2 separate regions of the Sus scrofa genome follow, and region 1 is linked to region 2. Evidence: chromatin contacts called from public HiChIP or PLAC-seq data. All regions are on one chromosome and are shown on one strand. Each heading gives the region's core, a stretch centred on a gene start, on an enhancer-like site or on the middle of the called end of the contact. The rest is flanking DNA. Distances are from core to core; before and after follow the strand shown.

Region 1 (6,080 bases), core at 3,263-5,762, 170 kb before region 2:
GGCTCTGGGGATGTAACAATGAACACAAGAGACAAGGATTCCTGCCTTCCTTATACTCACAGTCACTCACAGAAGTACATTTTACAGCATGTCAGCAGGTGCTAACTGCTAAGGAGAAAATTAAAGCTGGTGAGAAAAGAAGACAGTATTATACTTTTAAACAGTGTAAATAGGGCATGTCTCACTGAGAAGGTAATATCTGAACAGAATTACAGGAAATGAGGGCATAAACCACCTGGCTATTTTGAGGTAGAGCTTTCCAGGTAGAGGAAACAGGCAGTGTGAAGGCCCTGAGATAGGAGAAAGAACTAGCAGAAAGGCCCAGAAAACTGGACTGGAGCTACATGGGGGGCAAACCATAAGATACAAAGTCAGTGAGGTGGTGGGACAAGACGGTAGAGGGTCTTTGAGCTCTTCCTGTCTGTTGGAAGCCACTAGATGGTTCTGAGTCAGGAGATGTTATCTGACTTAATACATATTTGCTGACTCCCAGAACTGATCCCAGAACCAGTTAGGGGAGTTTTGGCATTAACTAAGGAAGGGAACTAATGGTTACTGAGTTCTGAGGAGGTCCCTGGCCGTGTGCTATGTGCTTGGATGTCATCACCACCTATATGACAAGCAGATGCAATTATGCTAACATTCTAATCCATAGAACAACCTCTTGTGTGGACCACAGTAACAGCCTCTTATCCAGTCTTCTCCACACAATGACTAGTCATCTTTTCCAACATAAACCACATCATGCCATGCCCCTTCCCCCATCCTAAAGCCACTTTCCACATACTCAGAACAAAATCTAATCTCCACTGTGCTCTGTAAGTCCCTTGTGGGCCATCTGTCCTGGCCTTCTGGAACTGAACTGCCATATCCCTGCCCCACCCCTTCCTGAACAGCCTTTCCAGTGTTGTCACCACCACCCCACATCTTGCTTGGTTAAATAAATGAATGAAAGAGAAGGTATCTCATCCAAAGTTACCCTCAGAGAAAGGAGTCAAGTTAATCAACAAACCAGTTAAACCTAAAACCTTTTTTTTTTCAAATTCATTCAAAACACTGATAATTACTGATCAGGGATTGGGCCAGGGCTATGGCAACAAATAAGACAAAAGTAATTGTATGGAAAGTTTATAGTCTAGAACAAGAGTTCTTTTTTTTTTTTTTTTTTCTTTTTTTTAAGGTCACATTCGTGGCATATGGAGGTTCCCAGGCTAGGGGTTGAACAGGAGCCACAGCTGCTGGCCTACGTCAGAACCACAGCAACGCCATATCTGAGCCTCATTTGTGACCTACACCACAGCTCAACACCAGATTGTTAACCCTCTGAGCAAGGCCAGGGATTGAACCCACAACCTCATGGTTACTAATCAGATTCATTTCTGCTGTGCCACAATGGGAATTCCTTGAACAAGGGTTCTTAACATTTTTCTTCCACAGACTCTTTTGGCAGTCTGGTGATGACTACGGGCCCCTTGCCAAGCAAAAAATACTTAGGGATTACAAACCAGTTATACTGAAATAGAGATAATATAACCACTAAGAAACATATGTGATATAGTAATATACGTGCTGTTTCTTCAACGTGTTAAATAACAAAATCTAGTGGAGAATAACAATATAGTATTCTTACAGTGATAAAAATAATGTTTTGAGATCCCTTCAATATTTTTAATGTAATATTAAAAAAAACCCGCCACGAAATTGCAGGTACTGCTAATGCTACTGTGGTTTGTTGATTACGTTCATCATTAAAGAAATGCTGAACTTTATTTCACTAACTAAATCAGCTGGAAGTTAGTGAAATAAAGATGTAATTTTTTTCAATCTGATTTGCCCCAAATTCTATCCACAGACCCCCCCCTGGACTGCTGGTTAGGACCCCTGAACTCCAGTAGGGAAAGCCTGGATGGTTCTCTTTGTCTCTAGAGCTCATTCAATTGCAGTGTTTCCATAACATTTTGAAATATTAGAAAGAGAAGTACCTCCAAATACACTATGCAAGCCAAGAGCACTTTAACTCATTTTCTAGGTCATATATTTAATCAGACTTTCTGGGAAATCAAAACGCTAGGAACCAAAAAGAAAACAAGAAAAACAATTATCATATTAACTTAAAAAAAAAAAAAAAAGGAAAAATATCAGACAGGGCTACTGAAATCAAACTCCATGAACTCATTTTAGGTTTAATTCTTGTCTCTTTAGGAAAAAATAATCCCAAACAAAATTACCTAAGCTTTTAGATGAAGAAACATGATTTATAGCTGTCCATTAGAAATGGAGTATAGAACTTACAGGCTCATTTCCACTTTTAAGAGTACTACTAAATTTTGAACAAGGAAAAGTTGTATTTATTTATTTTTTGCCTTTTTTTTTTTTTTTTTTTTTTTTTTTTTAGGGCCGCACCACAGCATATGGAGGTTCCCAGGATAGGGGTCTAATCGGAGCTACAGCTGCTGGCCTCTGACACAGTCACAGCAATGCCAGATCCGAGATGCGTCTGCAACCTATACCACAGCTCATGGCAACGTCGGATCCTAATCCACTGAGCGAGGCCAGGGATCGAACCCGAGTCCTCATGGATCCTAGTCAGGTTCATTACTGCTGAGCCACAACAGGAACTCCCACTGGTACCTTTTCAAAATGCAGAAAATAAATTGCTAGAATTGACACTCTCAAAATAATTTTTTTCTTCACTTTATAACATTAAAATAAATGACAACCTAGGAATGCCTCCGCTATGAGGTAGAAAAGTACTTAGTATAGTCGAAACCTGATTAAAAATAGTGACAGGGGAGTTCTCCTGGGGTCTCAGTGGTGATGAACCCAACTAGTATCCATGAGGATGTGGGTTCTATCCCTGGCATCATTCACTGGGTTAAAGATCTGGCACTGTTCTGAGCTGTGGTGTAGGTTGCAGATGCTGCTCAGATCCTGCATTGCTGTGGCTGTGGTGTAGGCCAGATTTGACTGCTAGCCTGGGAACCTCCACATTCCACCAGCGTGGCCCTAAAAAGGCAAACAAACAAGCAAACAAAGCCAAAAATAGTAACAGGAAATTTCCACTTGTAAAGAGCCTGTAATAACTAGTAAGTTTAATCCTCATGTTTGAATCCTCTACTTCTTCCCAGGACCTCATTCCCTTCACTGTTGCTCAGAATGATCTAGTTCTCCCCTCTCAGTGTTAATACCTGATGAATCTTTCTCCAAAATGGGAAGCCACGGTTTGGAAGCCAAGTTTACTTAGGCCCTATCCTGTCTGTGAATATGGGGCACTGCCTACAGAGAGGTTAAGCAGTAAGTGACCAAGGTGTTTATACATCATAAACCCTGTCATATTTCTCCATATTCTTTCCTAAATGCCAACTTAGGACGTACCTCCAAGTAAAGTCATGGCTTTTGTTCCTACCATCTAGAAGTGGGTGGCTCACTGTTCTGGCTATATTCTGAATTTAAAGTAAAAACAGAGAAACAAAAATATCGCCAAACAGGCCTTACAATTTCTGAAAGAATTCTATTTAAGCCCTAACGGTGTAACTTCCCATTAAATTCAGTTATGAAATTTGCTGAAAGTCAAATGGCGCTTGGGGGGACCTGCTTTGCCTAAAACGTGCCATCTCGGGCAATTTTCTCCAGGGGCACCTGCCAAAGTGCGGGTTTGAGAGTCAGTGGCGTCAGCCGGTAACCAGCTTCTCAGACTTAGTCCTGACTGCGAGGATTGATGAGACACATAGGGCACAGAGAGGAGCGAAGGGGGGGCTTGCCTTCATTTCTAGTGAGTTCCGCAGACCTCAAGACAGATGATGAGCCCCTAAAGTGCAGGAGAAGGGAAGGAGGAGAATCTGGGGGCAAAAGAGACTTGAACTTGTGACCAGGCCTAAATTTGGAAGTCTTTCCCCAAAGGAAAGACTACGTGCAACCACCAATTCACCTTCCTGCGCCCTCGAGGATGCGCGCGGCTCAGCATCACCGGTGACGGCGGAACCGCGGCGCATTTCGCCCCCAGGGCCACGCAGCAGAAGCGGGCTGCGCAGGCGGGCGGCCTGTCTGGGAACTCCTCTGGGCCTCCCCGGCCGGGTCCGCTTCGGCTCACGCCCGCCTCTGCTGCCCCCTGCTGGCTGTCTGAGCCCGGCACGCTTTAGCCACCGAGACTCGCGCCCGAGCACGGTTACCTCTTGGGGACATCAAAGGCCCGGCAGATAGCAGGGCGCGGCGGTCCCCCATGCTTCGTTTTTCCATGGCGGATGAGGTCCTGGAAGAGCGCGCAGCCCGGAAGCAGGCGGGGCGGCATGAGCTGCAGCAGGAGGGTCAACAGGAAGGCGGCGGCCAGCGTGAGCCATACGGCGCGCAGCGGGTTCAGTACCAAGAGCTCGGCCTCCAACCGGGGGACCATGGCCGGCACACCCAGCGTCCACGCTCCGGAGGTCGGCAGCGAGGGGCAGCAGAGACGCCAGCACACGCAAACCGCACCCGGGGCTAGCCGGGCGGGACGTCGGTGACGCAGCGCGGGGCGGAGACGTGATAGGCCCCGCCCCTGGGGGAGGCCACGCCCCCTGGGAGGAGACGACGCGCCACCGCGCGGGCTCCAAGGTCTGGGTCCCGCTGATGCTAGCAGGTTGTCCTTTGTCGCTGGTTTGAGTTGGGGTGCCTAGATGGGACCCCAGAATGTGATTGAACAGTATGATTCAAAGAGGCAGAACGGATAAGACGGTGCCTGAGAGTTTTTATTGCAGCATTATTTTCAATGGAAAAGTGGAAACAATGCAGAATGTTCCACTTTAAGGTATTTAGCTAAATTATGGTACAGTAACACATTGGAATGTCATACAGTAATTGACATGGTAATTATGAAAACTAAAAACGCAGTGAACTCTTTACTATAACTGAACCTGTGGACTAAGGGAAAAAAAGCCAATTATAAAATATATAGCTATGATTGCAATTATGTAATGTGAATGTACGGATGAAGACGGTAGATCATACACAAAAATGAATATTATATTAGATAAATGTGTATGATTTGAATACGCAAACTAGAAAATCATGAAGACACTTGCAAATACAAAAATGAAAGTGATAAAAATTGGTCCTTTTCCTGCTGCAGTTCCACTCCACATAGGCAAAGCTTTTAACTTCATCAGCAATTTCTTTTGATATTTACCTCTCTGCAGTAACAGTGTGATTTTTCTTGACTCATCAGTTTTAAACAACATTGATTTTTGGTTAGGACACATGAAAATTTAACCCTTTTAATACTTTTAAAAGCCTTTAAAATGACAATTCCAAAAAATATTATCATATACCTATTATATGACGGGTATCATTTTGGACAATGAGAACAGAGAGGCTTATGGGACAATGTCCTTGACTTTTTGAAGCTTACATTCCTGAGATTGGGTGGCATGTGAGGGGAGCACCAGCCCTTATCCCAGTGAGGTACCCTGTGTGTGTTGTAAATCAGCGTCAGGGAACTGGGTGGAAGGTTAATGTGGCTTGAACAGTCTTTTGCATTGTTAAATGTGCCAGCTTCTTAGAGTTTTGCTTCCTTGTGCAAGGAAACCTCAGGCTGTACCAGTGACTTAAGAGCCATGTGATAAAGGATGGTCACATTGGCCTTCCAGCTGGGACAATGAGATCTCTTTCTATGACCCAGGGTTTTTGCAGGGTCACCTCTTCATTGCCCCTTCACTGTTTTTAGGGTAAGCCCATAGAATCTCAGCTGGCCCTTCTAGGACATCTTTCCAGAAAAGCTACTTGAAGTGCCTTGCAGGGACCAGATTTCCTGGGAGGTTCTGTTGTACTTTCCTGACCTGGGGCAGGATTGCAAAACAAGGTGTGTGTGTGTGTGTGTGTGTGTGTGTAGTGGAAACAGGAAAGACTGAGGATGGAGGAATAAATTAACCTCTATTTTGGGGGTTGGATTTTTATCAGCACGCACAGCTCATATTCAGACAAGCTTCCTGTAGAGGGCAGTAACTGAATAGGAAATCCCAAGTTAGGCCCAATTAGGAGCATTTGTAAATGTTTTAAATTTTTACTAGAGTGTGAGTTATTTTTGGTAAATCAGGCTCAAGCCTGTTAGA
Region 2 (5,911 bases), core at 2,473-4,972:
TTTGAAACTCTAACAGCCACTAGAAGAGAGCGCTGATCTTTTTTTCTTTCTTTCTTTTTTTTTTTTTTCGTCTTTTTGTCTTTTCTTAGAGCCCTACCCATGGCACATGGAGATTCCCAGGCTAGGGGGCAAATCGGAGCTACAGCTGCTGGCCTATGCCACAGCCACGCCAGATCCGAGCCACGTCCATGACCTACACCACAGCTCAAGACAACACCAGATCCTTAACCCGCTGAGCGAGGCCAGGGATCGAACCCGAAACCTCATGGTTCTTAGTCAGATTCGTTTCTACTGCGCCACGATGGGAACTCCAAGAGAGAGCTGATCTGGATTTATATATATTTTTTTTATTTGCAAAAGTTAATGTTTTCTGATTTTGCAGAACTGTTATAGAGATATGTGAAGTAAAAAGTGCAAGTTCACATCCGCCTGACTCTGCCTCAGCCATGTCCCAGAGGTAATGCAAAGACACTGACTGTGGAAAAGTCCATGGTATTATACAAGACGAGGCAGCACTTTGATTATAGTTACTTAAAACAGTTTTTTTTTAATCATGGAAAATTTTAAATGTGTAAATGTACAAAGAAGTGTAAAATGAGCCTCTATATACTCATCATCTAAGTTCCACAGTTATTAACCTCGTGGGTGCTAGTCTTCCTATTTACTTTTTAAGATATGAAGTCCAAAATACAGGTGGTGATGGAACTGGAGTTGGCACCGTAGAGTGTAATGTATGCAACGTGCTTTAGTGATTTGAACGATTTACATGCTGGGTGCACAAAGCCTGAAGAAACAGCTGGAGATACAGAACACTCTGTGATTAAGTTAAATTTGCCCTGGGTGGAGCTATCGTGAGGACTGCTCATTTCTGCTCACGTTGCCTATATTTTCACCATCATAATTCTAGTCTCTCTCAGGTAGCGCATAGTAGGTGATCAGAAACTGCTGTTGAAGAAATGAGCTTTATTTGCCATACCTGTCGCAGCAACAGGAAGGAGACCATGCAGCATGCTCTAGTTAACCTTTGCAGAATGCTTCCTGATGTGTCTTGGGTGCTTACTATGTGCCAGGCATCTGTGCTCACCAGGTGTTAGGTCATGCTGTATGTGCAATAACTCGTTCCATTCCTGCAAAAACCCTAGGAAGAAGCTACTGTTATCATCTATTGTTTCCTAGATATGCAGCCAGGAAGTTGGTCAAGATCACGTGGATAGTAAGGGGTAGGCCCGGGAGGTAAGCCCAGCCAAAGTGGCCTCTGTATACTTAGCACCGCTCTTGGCTGCCTCACCCCCAAAGGTGTCTGAACACAATTTATGGGGCACTGAACATACTACTTTGATAGGTAGCAATCTCCCGTGTACAGCCTGATTAACTCACAAATCACTCCTTTTGCAGCAGTGCCAGATAACGGGAGGGTGTTACACATGGAACACACTTAAAAAAAAAAACAACAAAAAACAGGATTTGTCATTTTTCATGAACTCAAGGCACTTCTAAGTGCTGTGTGGGAGGGAATGTGGTAGACTGATTTCATTGAGCCCCTGCCAAATTCTGGTCTTGTGGCCATCAAAGACGCATCATTTCCTCTAAGACTTCTAAAGGGGGCTATTACCATGGGCCTGCAGGTTCTGGTTTGCATTCAGAGGAGACACTATCTTCTTGAGTGAGCCGTGGAAGAGGAAGTGTCGTGAATTGTAAATAAAGCTGAGAGAGAATTGTTTGGAGATGGAGATGGAGAAAAATTGCCTTCTCTGAACCAGGTTCCATCTCCCTCCCCCTTATCCAGCTTTGCCAGAGCCCATCCTGTTTTCCTTGCTAAGTTTACTTGCAGGAAGAGAGGCGTTTCTTTAAGTACACCCCTGGCCCTGACAAAGAAATACCTCCTAGGTAAAATATTAGACCATCTGTACAGTAAAACACTATGCTACTGTGAAAAGAATATGATGGCACTGTGAGGGTTGATATAGAATGATTTCAAATTATATTTTATAGTGAAAAAGCCAACACTCAAACAATATTTATACCAAGGCTACTCTTTGTGGAATGAGGAGTATGATATACCTATATGTGCATAGAATTTGCTTGGAAAAAAAGGAAAGATAAAAATGCTTGCCTCTGCTAAAGAAAGGACTTTTCATTCCAAACCTTTTCATATTAAAAAATTTTAAACCATATACATTCATTATATTTCAGAGTTATAGTATTTCAGTCATCAGCCTGACAAAATAGAAGAGTAAATACAGTAAATATTTTTAAAATAGTGGAAGAAAAGCCACAGTACATTAATTGTGTACTTCAGGAGGAGGAGAAGTTTGGAGTAGATGTAGAAATAAAATATTTCTACCTCTTCATCTCCCTGAAGGATGGTCCTTTAAGCTGCCTTTAAAAAGTACCTGAGGGAGTTCCCTGGTGATCTGCTGGTTAGGATTTGGGCTTTAACCGCCATGACCTGGGTTCAGTTTCTGGCAGGGGAACTGAGATCCTGCAAGCCTCCTGGAGGAGTCAAAAATTAAGAAAGAAAGAAAGAAAGAAAGAAAGAAAGAAAGAAAGAAAGAAAGAAAGAAGGAAGGAAGGAAAGAAAAAGAAAGGAAGGAAGGAGAGAGAGAGAGAAAGAAAGAAAGAAGGAAATGGCAAAGCACCCAGGAAGTAAGAGATGAAGGGATCTGGAAGATTCCATATAATAAGGTTAGGAGACATCTGCTGTCACCTCCCAGGTGTGGGGAGAAATGGAAAGAAAAGAAGAACCAATGTGGTTAGGAAGAAATCCATGTTCTCCTCTGAACAGAGCCACAAAGAGTAGTGAGTTTTGGCGACACAATGTTCTCAGGTGCCCAGGGTCTGGAAGCTTTACTTCACTGCCTCTCCAGTGAAGACTGCTGGCAGCCTCCTTGCCCTTGGCCTAAGTGGGTCTTGGCTGGAGGCTCTGCTCTGAAAAGGCTGAGGAAGCATCATGCTAGGGACTTCTGGTCGGTAACACGGTGGACAGATGGCCTTTCTTGCAGAGACCCTCACACACGCCGCGGGTATGCCAGAGCCTTGAGTACCTCCAGCTCCCCGCAGGCCTGAGGTAGGTTTTTGGGTAAAGCCAGGTAGAGGGGGAGGGTCTCAAATTTAAATGCTTTGGGGAGCAAGGGGGGTAACAACATTTGAAGCCACCAGGCATAAGGAAATAGGGGGAACTTTGGAGAATTGGGCAAGTTAATATTCGAACCAAAGGAATTCAGATTCAGATTTTTAAACTACAACTGCACTGGCCAAGCAAATCACTTCTACTGGCCGGAGTCACTGCCGGTTTGCGATCCTGCATTCATCTCTGCTGCGTATTCGCTTCTCCCTTGCTGCCTCAACTTGCTACAGATCCCCAGCCTGCTCCGCAGCCACTCCAGGCGCGCGCGGCGCCCAAGACCATCTCAAACTTTGGCGCGCCTCTTGAGGGCGCAGTGTCCCTTGCTGCCTTCCCAGTGTTTCTCCAGCATCTCGGGATGGGGGACCGCAAGCGACTGAATCTTGGCGAAGCTCAGAACCCCTGATGGACTACATATTCTTTCCTACAGAAATGGAGTTGTTGCGCCAGGGTGGGGAGACTAGGGGACAGGCGCAGTCCGGAGCGAGAGGGGAGCTCGGAAGATTCTATGGGCGTGGGAAGCGCCGGATCCGCGCCCGCTGCCCGGCTGAGGGGCGGGGGCCGCTGCAAAGGGAAGCCCCGCCCCGCGTATCCCCGCCCCCTCGCTCTAGAGTTTCGGCCTTGGCTCCCACCCTGCACTGAGTCCCGGGACCCCGGGAGAGCGAGAGGTGTATGTTTGTTTTCTCTGCCCGCGCGGGGCAGCGCTTGCTCTCTTCAGAAAGCCCGGAGCGGTCGGACACTTGGGATAACTTCTCCTACCGGCCCCCGCAGACGCCCTTGCAGCCGCTACCGGAGCTGGGGCATCCTCGCCCTGCGCGCCCCGGAGCCTTGCGCTGCTGTGCGCGTTCCACCTCCGCGCCTTTTTCGCGGAGCAGGACCAGGGAGAGAGAACCTGCGCCCAAGTTCTGGGCACTGCGCCCAGCGCGAGGTGCGGGATGAAGAGCAAGGCGCTGCTGGCCCTTGCTCTGTGGCTCTGCGTGGAGACCCGGGCTGCCTCCGTGGGTAAGGAGCCCACTCTCTAGTAGGAAAGCGGAGAGGTCGGGTGCGGGCGGAGAGATGGGGATACGGAGAGGACCTGGAGGCCGGACCTAACTCGGAATCATAGCGCTGCAGAGATGAAAGTGACTTGACACTTTGTGTTCGTTCATTTACCAAAGAGGAAACAGGCTCAATGCCTGGCCCAAGATTACCCGGCGAGTTGGTGGTCTCCTGAGCCCAGTTCCATTTCCACGACGCTGGCCCGAGACAGGGGCCTGGGCTGGAGCGTGTCCCGCGGAGCTGATACGCTCTTGGGAGGCGGGAGTGGGAAGGCGCCCGGGGCTGGCAGGCAGGAGGTGCCCCCGCAGGCGGGAACAGGCGGCGAAACGTTGTCCGTCCGGCCGCGCACACCATCCTATCCTGGACGCGGGGAAGCAAGCCTTTTAGGGACCACGAGCCGGCTTGTCCGGATGGCACCGGGCACTTAGCTCTGCCTCTGTAGAAGTCGAAAAGGGACTCAGTCTGCTGGTCCCTTTGGTTCGAACTCACATACACACCCAGTGTATGAGGTTGAGGGGCCAGGGGAGATAGACATTTTTTATTCTTCCTGGGGCGGGATGCCTCTTTCCTCGAAGAGAGAAACGGAAAATCGGGGCTTGGACCTCTGTCTGTGACAGCTTCCCAGTGTCCCAAGTCATAGTCACCTTTCTATGGAAAACAACTTATCTTTCAAAACGCTTTTGGTCCTCTGGGTAAGCACATGGTCAGAAGTTCACGTTCTGAAAACTTACTCTAGGAATTTGGTACCTAGATTTGGCGCCACTCACCACTCTCCTTGCTGTCTAAAATTTCAGTCTCCTTCAGGATTAGGAACACACATGCTCCTGATGCAATAAATATTCTCTCTCTCTCTCTCTCTCTCTCTCCCTCGCATCTTTTCTGTGGCCTCAGTTTGCTGACTTCTAAATTTCCTTGGAGGGTGAGAAAGGGGAGAGGGTGAAAAGGAGAAAAAAAGTTAAATGATTCAGGGGAAATTCCTTATAAACTAAAGAATCACGTGTCTTTTTAAAAAAGACACAAGCGTATGCAGTAATAAAATCATCTGTCTATAGTTGCTGAATTTTCTTAATCATGACTTGGTTCATCCAGGCCAGCTCTACTAGGGACACTTATTTGTCCCTGACAAGACCTCCTCTCCCCCTTCACCAGGAGAGAATGAAGGTCTGGAACATATGGTTTGTTCTGTATCCCACAAAGAAGTGAGTTGCTTTTAAGCCTGGGGTGTTTCATAGCACAGCAGTAGTAACTGAAATGCCCTGACTATAATGATGAGGTTGCCCTTTTGGAGTGTGTGACTTGCTTAATTGGATTGGGCTATAATTGATGCCATCAAATTCTAGAGACAGAGGCACTGTTGTTTTTCCTTCCTGTCTTTGAGCTGGAAGGGTAATAGTGCACAAATGAATTAATTTTGGTTATGGGATTTGAACATAGAAGAGCTTTTTATTGAGTAGCAGCATATTACTTAGAGTTATTTCTTTAGAACTTTCTGAAGAGCAGGACTCAAACTTGCCAGTGAAAATGAATGAAGCTTATTGGAGCAAAAAGAAATTGAGCATTGGTCTACAGATATGAATTTGAAGTTATCATTATTGATAGCCTTGTTGAATAGTTTTTTGTTGAAGACATGTCTCTAGAATAGTGTGGTGTTGTTTTGGCTCTCTATGAATGGAGAACCTTTTTTTTTTTTTTAACATAGGAAAGTGTGTCTAGAGTGTGAGATAATCTGTGGCAATGATTTATGAGAGA

The links. HiChIP or PLAC-seq counts read pairs in DNA pulled down with a chosen protein or histone mark.
Region 1: a contact with region 2 is called in an H3K27ac HiChIP or PLAC-seq map of skeletal muscle, with 5 times the contacts expected there. The contact joins the promoter of LOC100525350 here to the promoter of KDR in region 2. A contact is called at or near these places in 1 of 47 Hi-C or Micro-C datasets (skeletal muscle) and 1 of 2 datasets of contacts at active chromatin or transcription factors (skeletal muscle).

What each region holds. Positions count from the first base shown.
Region 1 is chr8:42,022,784-42,028,863 of Sscrofa11.1, reverse strand. LOC100525350 (polyprenol reductase) reads right to left here and starts at 4,512. Exons shown (of 7, transcript XR_298920.3): 1 at 4,170-4,512.
Region 2 is chr8:41,854,190-41,860,100 of Sscrofa11.1, reverse strand. KDR (vascular endothelial growth factor receptor 2) reads left to right here and starts at 3,722. Exons shown (of 30, transcript XM_003128987.6): 1 at 3,722-4,126. The coding sequence starts at 4,060.